2 separate regions of the Xenopus tropicalis genome follow, and region 1 is linked to region 2. A link is a contact called in public Hi-C data. All regions are on one chromosome and are shown on one strand. The core of a region is the stretch at or near the end of the contact, and the rest is flanking DNA. Distances in the headings are between cores, read along the strand shown. Region 1 holds the start of nkd1 (naked cuticle homolog 1). Region 2 overlaps nkd1 (naked cuticle homolog 1).

What was found. A called contact is a pair of places that touch in the nucleus more often than the background predicts.
Region 1: a contact with region 2 is called in a Hi-C map of neurula embryo, with 1.8 times the contacts expected there. The contact joins the promoter of nkd1 here to the enhancer-like site in region 2. A contact is called at or near these places in 3 of 5 Hi-C or Micro-C datasets (brain, gastrula embryo and neurula embryo).

Annotation. Positions count from the first base shown.
Region 1 is chr4:43,507,630-43,512,633 of UCB_Xtro_10.0, forward strand. nkd1 (naked cuticle homolog 1) reads right to left here and starts at 1,356. Exons shown (of 10, transcript NM_001016798.2): 1 at 1,081-1,356; 2 at 933-965. The coding sequence starts at 1,105.
Region 2 is chr4:43,456,855-43,461,769 of UCB_Xtro_10.0, forward strand. The region is part of intron 3 of nkd1 (naked cuticle homolog 1); the gene reads right to left. Among named protein-coding and RNA genes, the nearest start is that of nkd1, 50 kb to the right of the region's middle. Within about 2 kb of position 2,772, at least 3 of the 11 cell types and tissues checked have an H3K27ac peak or open chromatin away from gene starts, as enhancers often do. A contact at or near this core is called in neurula embryo, where this site is marked.

The DNA.
Region 1 (5,004 bases), core at 106-2,605, 49 kb after region 2:
GCAATCAAATAAGGAATCCATGCAAACACTGCGTGGTAAATGTGCAATACACAGGAAAGGGACAAATTAAAGGGACAACTTTTAGCATGCAACGGAATGGTCAATAGGTAGCATGTTTTCAATTGGTCCTTTTTTTTATAGTTTTTAAATTTTTGGTATTTTTCTTCTGGCTCTTTCCAGCCTTAAAATGGGGGTCACTAACCCCAGCACGCCATAAGCTATGAGGATACAAAGTTCATTTAAAGGTGAACAACCCCTTTAAGAAAACTTGTCAATGAGCTGAACAGGGTCAGTATGCTTCTAAAATTTAAGGCAAATATAACTGAAACATCACATCAAAACATTACATGGTGCAGAATTAGGACATGACCAAAGCACTAGACAGTCAGAAACTCTTTGTCCTTTATACTAAGAACTGTCCAGGAGCATAACTTCTAACACTTCAGGTGCATACTAATGCAAAAGTCGGTTTAGAAGTTTATAAACCAGGAGGGAAACATTTCCAGCACAGCCTATAATTTAAGAAACATGGAAGGCTATCCTACACTTGCTGAATTACAAATTCCGACATTGATACTCAGCAACAGCGGGTGGGGCGCAATTAGACTTCCCTAATCTGAGTTATGCGCGATTGGTCAAAGCCTTTGAAAACCATCGTTCAGTATGAGCCAATAGCCTCATATTACAGAGCTATGTGTTCTTTAGTGCGAGTGCTGTTGTACGGCAGCGAGATAGTATGACAGGGAGATAGTACGCTGTTGCATTAGGTACGCGTAGAACTAATACCAGTTACTAAAGTCCCCAAACTTTCCTGGTCCGGCTCCAAATACACGGGCATAGTCTCAGGGTCCTCCCATAACATTAAGGTACAGCAGCAGCAGCAGCAGCAGTAACATTACAGCTAGAAGTGAGCAGGGAAATAGGTTTCCTACCTTCAGGACTTTCTCTGGGTTTGCAAACTGCAGCTGGCAGGCAGGAAAATCGTGAGTACAGAGAGGGAAGAAAAAAGAAAGAGATTATTAGATGGCACAAAACAAGACTATTCTCTGGGATAGGGCAAGCGGGTGCATCAGCACTCACCGTGTTTCGAGTAAAGTTTCCCCATCTCTCTGCAAAAGATTCCCAAAGGCAGAACATCAGAGACACGGTACAATCCAATGACTGGTTACCAATCCATGTAAATCCCTGCAAGCCCCCCAGAGATGTTTCTCTCCCGGTATTTGAACCTCCCCACAAATCCAAAAAGCTGCAAGCGCTGTAGTGGGACCCCCGAACGCTCTGACACCCCATGTACGGGGAGCAGCTTGTAATTGCCTGTTCCGAGAGCTGCAGCTCGCACTGGAACAGACACATACGCACAGTGCTCACAGCGAGGAGGGGCTACAGGGGCTGGGAGAGGGGCTGACGGAGACATAGACGGGGGAGGGGGTGGACGGGAAGATAGGGAGCACAGAAAACCAGAAGAAAACTGAAACACTAAAGAGATCAGGAAAACAATAGGAAGGTTCACTCAGGTAATTGGGATTATATTTAAAAAGGAGCCTTTTTGCAGGCTAGGGATCGGGATTAATAGTCCCTTTGTTAGATTTTTCAGGGCACCCACGTACAAACAGTGCAATGTTCTTTGTTATTTCCTTTTGTTTTCAGTCATATTTATCCCCTGTACCAAAGAGCTTGCAGTTCACGCTTTTGGGGCAGGTATTATTGCTTTCTCAAGGTGACACCAGAATGGAACACGCAGCCCTCTTACCAGTGGAATCAGATTCTGCTCAAAACCGGCAGTTTCGCATTAGTCTTTTATCTTATTTTTGTGTATCTTTTATTTTGACAATACGAAATATTAAAGCTTCATGTTATAAAAAAGCAGTGCAAATTCTAATGACTAAGTGAAAGAAGCAAGGGGGAATACATGTTTTTGTTATCTTTAAAACATAATGCCATTTTTTTTGTTACAAAGTGAGAGAAAGAATATAGAGACTTGTAATGTAAGCTTGGCAAAATCAGTGACTATTTGCAGAGAAATAAATTCATGCCAAATATGCACTAAATCTGCTTGTTCTTAGGGGTCCTGCACCCCATAAAGTCCTCATCCACAGCAAAGCAAGATATGCCCCACCTTATCCACCATTTCTCCTTCCCCCTCTGGATGTGCCTTTGAACAGAGTGTTTCTCTTTTCCAGCAGCTTTTTCCACACAGAAACACAATGGGGCCTTTGACAGCAAGACTGTGGGACATCGGCTTTGATGTTGAGTTCTAATAAGTTGTGTATGTCTGCATCTAAAAACAATGCTTGCAGGCGTTCAAGCCAAGGAGAGAAACAGAAAAAAGGAGAAAAAGGGAGCTGTTAAACTGTATTCAGTTGTGTAAACTGTAGCTAACACACGACAGGGTAAAAAAATAATGACTTTGATGCTTACGATTGGGTCAACAATGAACTGAATAGGTAGCTGTTTAAGTTATGGATATTAATGAATGCTCAGTGCTGAGAAATATATATTTACACTATGGCTGAAAAATCAGCAGAATTAAAAGGGCAACTCCATTCACATACCTTGCAGCCTAGGAATAATGAATTATGTACAATATATATATATATATATATATATATATATAGGGCCGCCATCAGAAATCACGGGCCCCTAAATTTTCTAGGCCCCCCTCCTCCCACGCCCCCAATGGCCCCTCCCCCAGTGACCCCTCCCATCAATACACAGACATTAATAGCCAGGGCCCCCTAAAACATTTTAAAAAAATGTTCTTAGACAAATTGTTTTTTTTATCTTGTTTAGTGTTTTTAAACCATATATATATTTACTATATATTTTTTTCTATCCTGTAATTGATGTCTTCTTTTCGATGTAAGGTTAGGACTTTGCATAGGCTTATAATAAGGACCCTCTTGAATTTTTTTTTTCTTTGTGGTTGCTGTTCCCATAGTTTAGCTCAGCACCCTGCTGCTTCCTCCAGGGCCCCCCAAGCATCCTCCAACTTCCCCCAGCATCCTCCTGCTTCCTCCAGGCCCCCCCAAGCATACTGCTGCTTTCTCCAGGGCCCCCCCAAGCATCCTCCTGCTCCCCACAAGCATCCTCCAGTTCCCCCCCAGCATCCTCCTGCTTCCTCTAGCCCCCCCCCCCCCAGGCTCCTTCAGCTCCTTCAGCATCATCCAGTTCCTCACCACCACCACCCCCCTGCTGCGTCCTCCGGTTCCCCTGCGTCCTCCGGCTCCCTTGATGTCCACCGATATGTCCCGCTGCTGTCTGCAGCATCTGCGCTTTTTTTAAAGGTTGCGCCCCATGCGTGTGACGTCAATATGCACCGGGCGCAACCTTATATATGCGCAGATGTAGCGGGAAACTCTAGCACGGCCGGGCCCCCTTTAAGTTAAAAACGTCTGGGCCCGGGATGACTGTCCCCCCTGTGCCCCCCTGATTGCGGCCCTGTATATATATATATATATATATATATATATAGAAAGAAACAAAAAGGTCCAGACTCATTTAAATGAAAAAGAAAAAATCTTTACTGCATTATGCAGAACAATTGCATTACTTACAACGTTTCGAGGCTCCCGCCTCTTTCTTAAGTAGCAAGATCATATATATATATATATATATACAGACTATAACAGATAGGCACTCTCGAAAAACAAAAACATTGTATGCCTGGGTGCAGTCCGAAAAACAGTGCAAAATAAACCTCGAAACATGGACCGCTTCACACAGGACTTATGCAAAAACAGAAAAATTTATTTTCAAAGCAACATAGCAGAAGACTGACGTTTCGGCTGGATAACCAGCCTTTCTCAAAGTTGAGAAAGGCTGGTTATCCAGCCGAAACGTCAGTCTTCTGCTATGTTGCTTTGAAAATAAATTTTTCTGTTTTTGCATAAGTCCTGTGTGAAGCGGTCCATGTTTCGAGGTTTATATATATTTATATATATGTGGAGAACTCCTATTGCATGCAATAACAAGAGTCTGGGTGTCACTGAAGCTTTAAATACAAATCACAAAAATGCCACACTTGACATTCTTTTGCTTCCTTTAGGCTATTATTACACTGGGCTGTTTCCCTGCATGTATATAAGCACAGGCTAAAAAATAGACCTTCGGCTTGCATCTGTGCTCTCTTGTGTCTGCACCCAGAAGCACTACATAGGAATGGGTGCAGACACACAGAGCAGATATTGGTGCAAAAAAGAACATTCATGTGTTTCACTGCCAAAATCTCTTCTTTGTGTCTGCACCCAAGCTGCTAGTTGCAGCCACAGGAGATAGCTTATCAGCTGATTTGCATCCTGCATTCATACACAGGCCAAGAATCAGCCCCATGTGGCATTGGCTTAGGGCTCTGGCACACAGGAGATTAGTCGCCCGCGACTATCCCACCAGCGGGCGGGATGTTAATCGCATGGCATACGCGGCGGCGCGATTTGAGAGGAAACTTCCGCAATTTCACTGAAATCGTGCCGCCGCGTATGCCATCCCAGCGGCGATTTACAATAGTCGCCCGCGACAAATCTCCCTGTTCGCAGGCGACTAATCTCCCCGAAATGCCATCCCACCGGCGAAAATTTAAATCGCCGGTGGGATGGCATACGCAGCGTCGCGATTTCAGTGAAATCATCGAAGTTGCCTTGAGAGGAAACTTCAATGATTTCACTGAAATCGCGCCGCCGCGTATGCCATCCCACCGGCGATTTACATTTTCGCTGGTGGGATGGCATTTCGGGGAGATTAGTCACCCGCGAACAGGGAGATTTGTCGCGGACGACTAATCTCCCCGTGTGCCAGAGCCCTAAAGGTCCCCATAGCCCCCACAGCCTCTTCTGCCTGTTTCCCTTCTCCCCTGGTAATTCACACACCAACAGACAAACACTTTTTACACTAAGGCCAATGGAACACAGGGCTCATGCTTGGCTTTCTGCTGTAGAAACTGGAAATGGAGTAAAGCTGATGCACTCCCAGTAACTCATTCCCTTATCTGCACTGACAGACACAATGTCA
Region 2 (4,915 bases), core at 1,522-4,021:
TCTCAGTTATGAAGAAAGACTGGCCAAGTTGGGTCTGTTTACACTGGAGAAGAGGTGCTTAAGAGGTGACATGATAACTATGTATAAATATATAAGGGGATCATATAATAACCTTTCTAATGTTTTATTTACCAGTAGGTCCTTCCAACAGACACGAGAGAACCCACTCCGTTTAGAAGAAGGGAGGTTCCGTTTAAATATTCAGAAAGGATTTTTTTACTGTGAGAGCTATGAAGTTGTGAAATTCCCTTCCCGAATCAGTCGTGCTGGCTGATACATTATATAACTTTAAGAAGGGGCTGGATGGATTCTTAGCAAGTGAGGGAATACAGGGTTATGGGAGATAGCTCTTAGTACAAGTTGATCCAGGGACTGGTCCGATTGCCATCTTGGAGTCAGGAAGGAATTTTTTCCCCACTGCGGCAAATTAGAGAGGCTTCAGATGGGGTTTTTTTGCCTTCCTCTGGATCAACTAGTAGTTAGGCAGGTTATACATAGGCATTATGGGTGAAAGTGATGGACGTATGTCTTTTTTCAACCCAACTTACTATGTTACTATGATACACAATGGACAAAGTTATTGGTAGGACAAAATATTGCTTGACAAGGCTTGAACACATGGAAACTGTGTTGGACGATTTTTGGAAGTGTCCCTTGCTTATGCTGACAGATATCTGTGCACTTTAGTCACATGATCACTTGTTCCATTATGAAATAAAGGCTTACATAGAGAATGTTTATATATGCTTATCATTACTTATGCGTGAACATATTGCTTTGGAAGTATAATGTACTTATAAAAAAGGCTTGAGTTAAGTAAACTGGTTGCTAAGCAACATGATAATATATATGTGTTTGCATGTAGGGTGCGTTTTTACGTATATACATTGCGTGCGCAATTACGCATATACGCATGTGATTATACGCGTATGTAATGTATAGGGCGCAACATTGTGGAAGCAAATATGATGTTTGCGGAAGTTTACATTACGGTATCCTAGCAGAGGAGAACGCGCGCTTGTGCGGTAATTTTTTGGCGCCATACAGGGTTTAAAAGCTGTGTACTATACTATGGACACTAGAGCTCCCTTGACAAAGGCGTTTGAGCCGAAACATTGGGGTATTCTCTCATCCAGAGTATCTGCCTTCATATCATTTTGTTCAGTTTTTTCACTGGGCGGTATGTATTGTTTATTGATGGCTATTGTACTGTTTAAGATGCAATATTTTGGCTGCATAATGATTTGTTAAATAAAAATGTCTTTTAACTATAATACTTCCCTGGGAAAGTTTTTTCTGGTGTGCAGGGTTTATACGGGGTTTTATTGGTATATATAATCCTCTAATGGGGGGATTGTTGAAACCCTAGCACCTGGATATTTCATATATTTATTCATTTTTGATTGTTTGTAAAGGGCAAGAATATCTTAGCCCGGAGTGCACTCCATTATTCTAAATTCTGTTTAAGGGCTGTGGCAGACGGGGAGACTAGTCGCCCGCGACAAATCTCCCTTGTCACAGGCGACTAGTCTCCCTGAAATACCATCCCACTGGCGAGTATGTAAATCAGTGGTGGGGTGGCATACGCGGCACCGCGATTTCCCTGATGCCATCCCACCGCCGATTTACATTTTCGCGGGTAGGATGGCATTTCGGGGAGCTTAGTCACCCGTGGCAAGGGAGATTTGTCCCTTAAGAAATTGCATCTAATCATTTCTGAGTGCTAAATAAATATATCAGTAATCCTTAAATTGTTATAAGGGCAAAACCATAAAAAAAACAGCGCAAGGTAGATCTGCTTATGATTCTGCGAGGTAAGACAGAACCGCAAATATTTAACAGTAAGGAATGTGAATATGTTTCAGTATGCAAGGACAAAAAGGACTATTAATCAAAATATTAATTTAAACAGTCTGCATCTTAAAAAAAAATACAAACTTTGCTATTGATTCCAATGCCCTTATAAACTACTAGGTACTAGATAGTAGTAACATTAGCAAGGTTTGTTCCAGTAAATACAACCATGACTTACTCATCTGATGTTATGGGAACATGTGATTGCTTACGATAAATTACTTTTAAATGTGGCCCTCGTTACTTCCTCTATTGGACAATTTTTGTATGTATTGTTAGTCTGATCTATACATCTATCTATAGCCCTGTGGATTATGTTGGTACTTTTTAGATATGTGTTTACAATAGTAATAGAGCTAATTTTTTGTCCCACTGAAACCCTGCTCCAAAAAAATAATCCTAATGTATCTTAAGACTTGTCTTAACTTTTTTCGCATTACTGTTTATATTAACAAAACCCACCAATGTCAACTTGACATGTAAGATTAAATGCAGTTGCAGTTACGGATACTTTGCTGTCTCATTACTCATTTTCCTCAAAATAAATGAGATTGAACCAATTGGCTTAATTGGTCAACCCTAAATTGATCATTATTGCAGGGTTGTCTGAATGTGCCCTGTTTGAGGGAGAAACACTCAAATTAGTTAAAGAGGCTGAAAGGGGACAAAATATTTTCTCTATAAACATACTGGTGTTGGCGACTGCAGATTGCTTTTCAAGTGTTACAGTTCATATCAGGGTGATGCATTCTGAGTAAAGGTGTTTGCAGTTACAGTATGAGAGACCCTTGCAAGAGTGTCTTAAGAAGTCCAGCTAACGGCATCTTTACACTTCAGCCACCCTTTCCCTCCCCACTGACATTCCTTTGTCCTCCCACTCTCCCCATCCTCCTGCCCTCTCCCCTCCCTGCTGGCATCTGTGTTTGTAATCAGCAGAGCAGCAGCGAGCCAGGCAGATGAAAGAGAGAATTGTCTCCGACTTCCAAGCTTCCTAGATGGGCCACTCAATGATCAAAGGCAGAAGACACTGCTGTTTGCTTTTTGTTCCCTTAATAAACCCCATTAAACTGTTCCACATCTGATTAACACTCCATTTCAACAGTACCTCAAAGGATTTATTTCTTTTCTTTTTTGGGTCTTTTTCTGTTCTCCATAAATGTCAAAAACCCACTACTAACCTCTTTTTCAGAAAAACTAGACAATATGATTTGCTCTTAAAGGGACCTCTTTTTTTAGAAAGAGTTAAAGTAATAGTGCCTGTGCTGAACTTATTGTTTTGACTATTCTTTAGAAACTATGTATAAACAGGGAAAAGCAACAAATCAAAGTAATGTATAGGGTGTCATTCTCACCTTTACAAAGCACTGGTATGGCTCTATCTGAAATATGTGGTGTAGTTTTGGACTCCAGTGCTCAAATGGAATTGTGTTGATTTAGAGGGAGTTCAAAGAAGGAAAACTGTAAGGATCGCCGAAAAGGCCAGCATACGTTCCTACCTCTATGCGCGCTGGTCCCCAGGCTCCTTCAATGAGGGGTGCTCCTGTGTGCACTGTTCCTAGGCACTTGCACATGGCTGCACGGTAACACTGACACTGCGTAATGACGCCAGTGGACACATAGATGTAACTTTTGGAGTGAAATTCACATTTAAATTGAGCTTCTTTGCTTGTTTAAGTGCCCAAGCTGGTTTAGAATATTCTGACTTTGCTAAAGCCTTTGTTGTTCTGATTCCTGCTGGTTTTGACTTTTTGCCAGTATGGGAATGTTTACACTGGAGAAGAGGCGCTTAAGGGCTCTGGCACACTTGCGAGTCTTTTTCGCCAATTTCCGGAAATCGCCCCGCCGCGTCTGCCATCCCGCCGGCGGGATGGCAGGGGTAGGCAACTCGGGGAGATTAGTCGCCTGCGAACAGGGAGTTTTATCGCGGGCGACTAATCTCCCCGTGTGCCAGAGCCCTAAGGGTTAGGATAGGTCATAATTATGATAACTATGTATAAATATATAAAGGGGTTAAGGAAGGAGTGAGCTTTTTTACCCGGTACATTTTGCCTGTAGTAATATTTTGCAATGTGGTTTGTCTGGACCAGAAAAATATGCTGAGAAAAAGCAGATGTCACTATTACCCCATCCTTGCATCCACCAGTGTGATTGAGCCTGACCCTCCCTTTGTTTTAGTTATTTGCGGGTCATGAAAAATTCATCTCGCACCAGACCCTAACCAGCACCCACAGTTACCTGCAAAGTGTTGCCATTGTAGGACCTGAACCCAACGCATACCTGCGTACACTACCTGTATGCTACTCCTGTGCATAGGAAGGAAGACAGGAAAACTTTAAGAGTAAAGTAAAAGTGTACTTCCCCCACACCCAACCTGAACTCACAATGATTACCCAAGTTTCAACCATAACATATCCTGAAAGTATAGTCAGTTTGCTTTAGGAAGTTAAACAGAGGAGCTGAGGGAAATTTTTAATAGAATGGTACCAATTCTGAAATCCGTAAAACATAAATAACCTGTGATAATATTGTTGTTTTTTCTAAAATGTTATGGCCTTAAATTCAAACAGTTAAATATGTTTTTAATTTTAACTTTGAAAGTAAACGGCAGCTTTTAGCAGTATAAATATAAATAATGTATACCAACAAAAATATCAGCAGCTCATTGACGCCCAGAATAAAGTCTTCCATAGAGTAATAGGACATGCAGAAATTTGTAGTTTTTTGACACCCCATTGATTCATCACTCTTTGAGTGCCATTTTTTATGCTGTGCAAAAAACAGTGAACAAATACACACATCACCATTTGAACACTAAGCAAGGCTGTTTGGAAAAGAAACCTGTGTATTTATCAAGCTATGAATTAATTGCTGTGTAAAAATTCTGCGTAAAAAGCAGCAGCAACTTGGAAATGTAAAAATAACAGTGTAAAATGATGACCAATAAAATACACATTGCCACTTATTTTACACAGCTTTTTTCTAGCGTTAATCATTTTTAACAGCGTGATAAATAGGTCCCTCTTAGTGTGTATTTTGCAGGAAGAGCTGGCAATCTAATCTA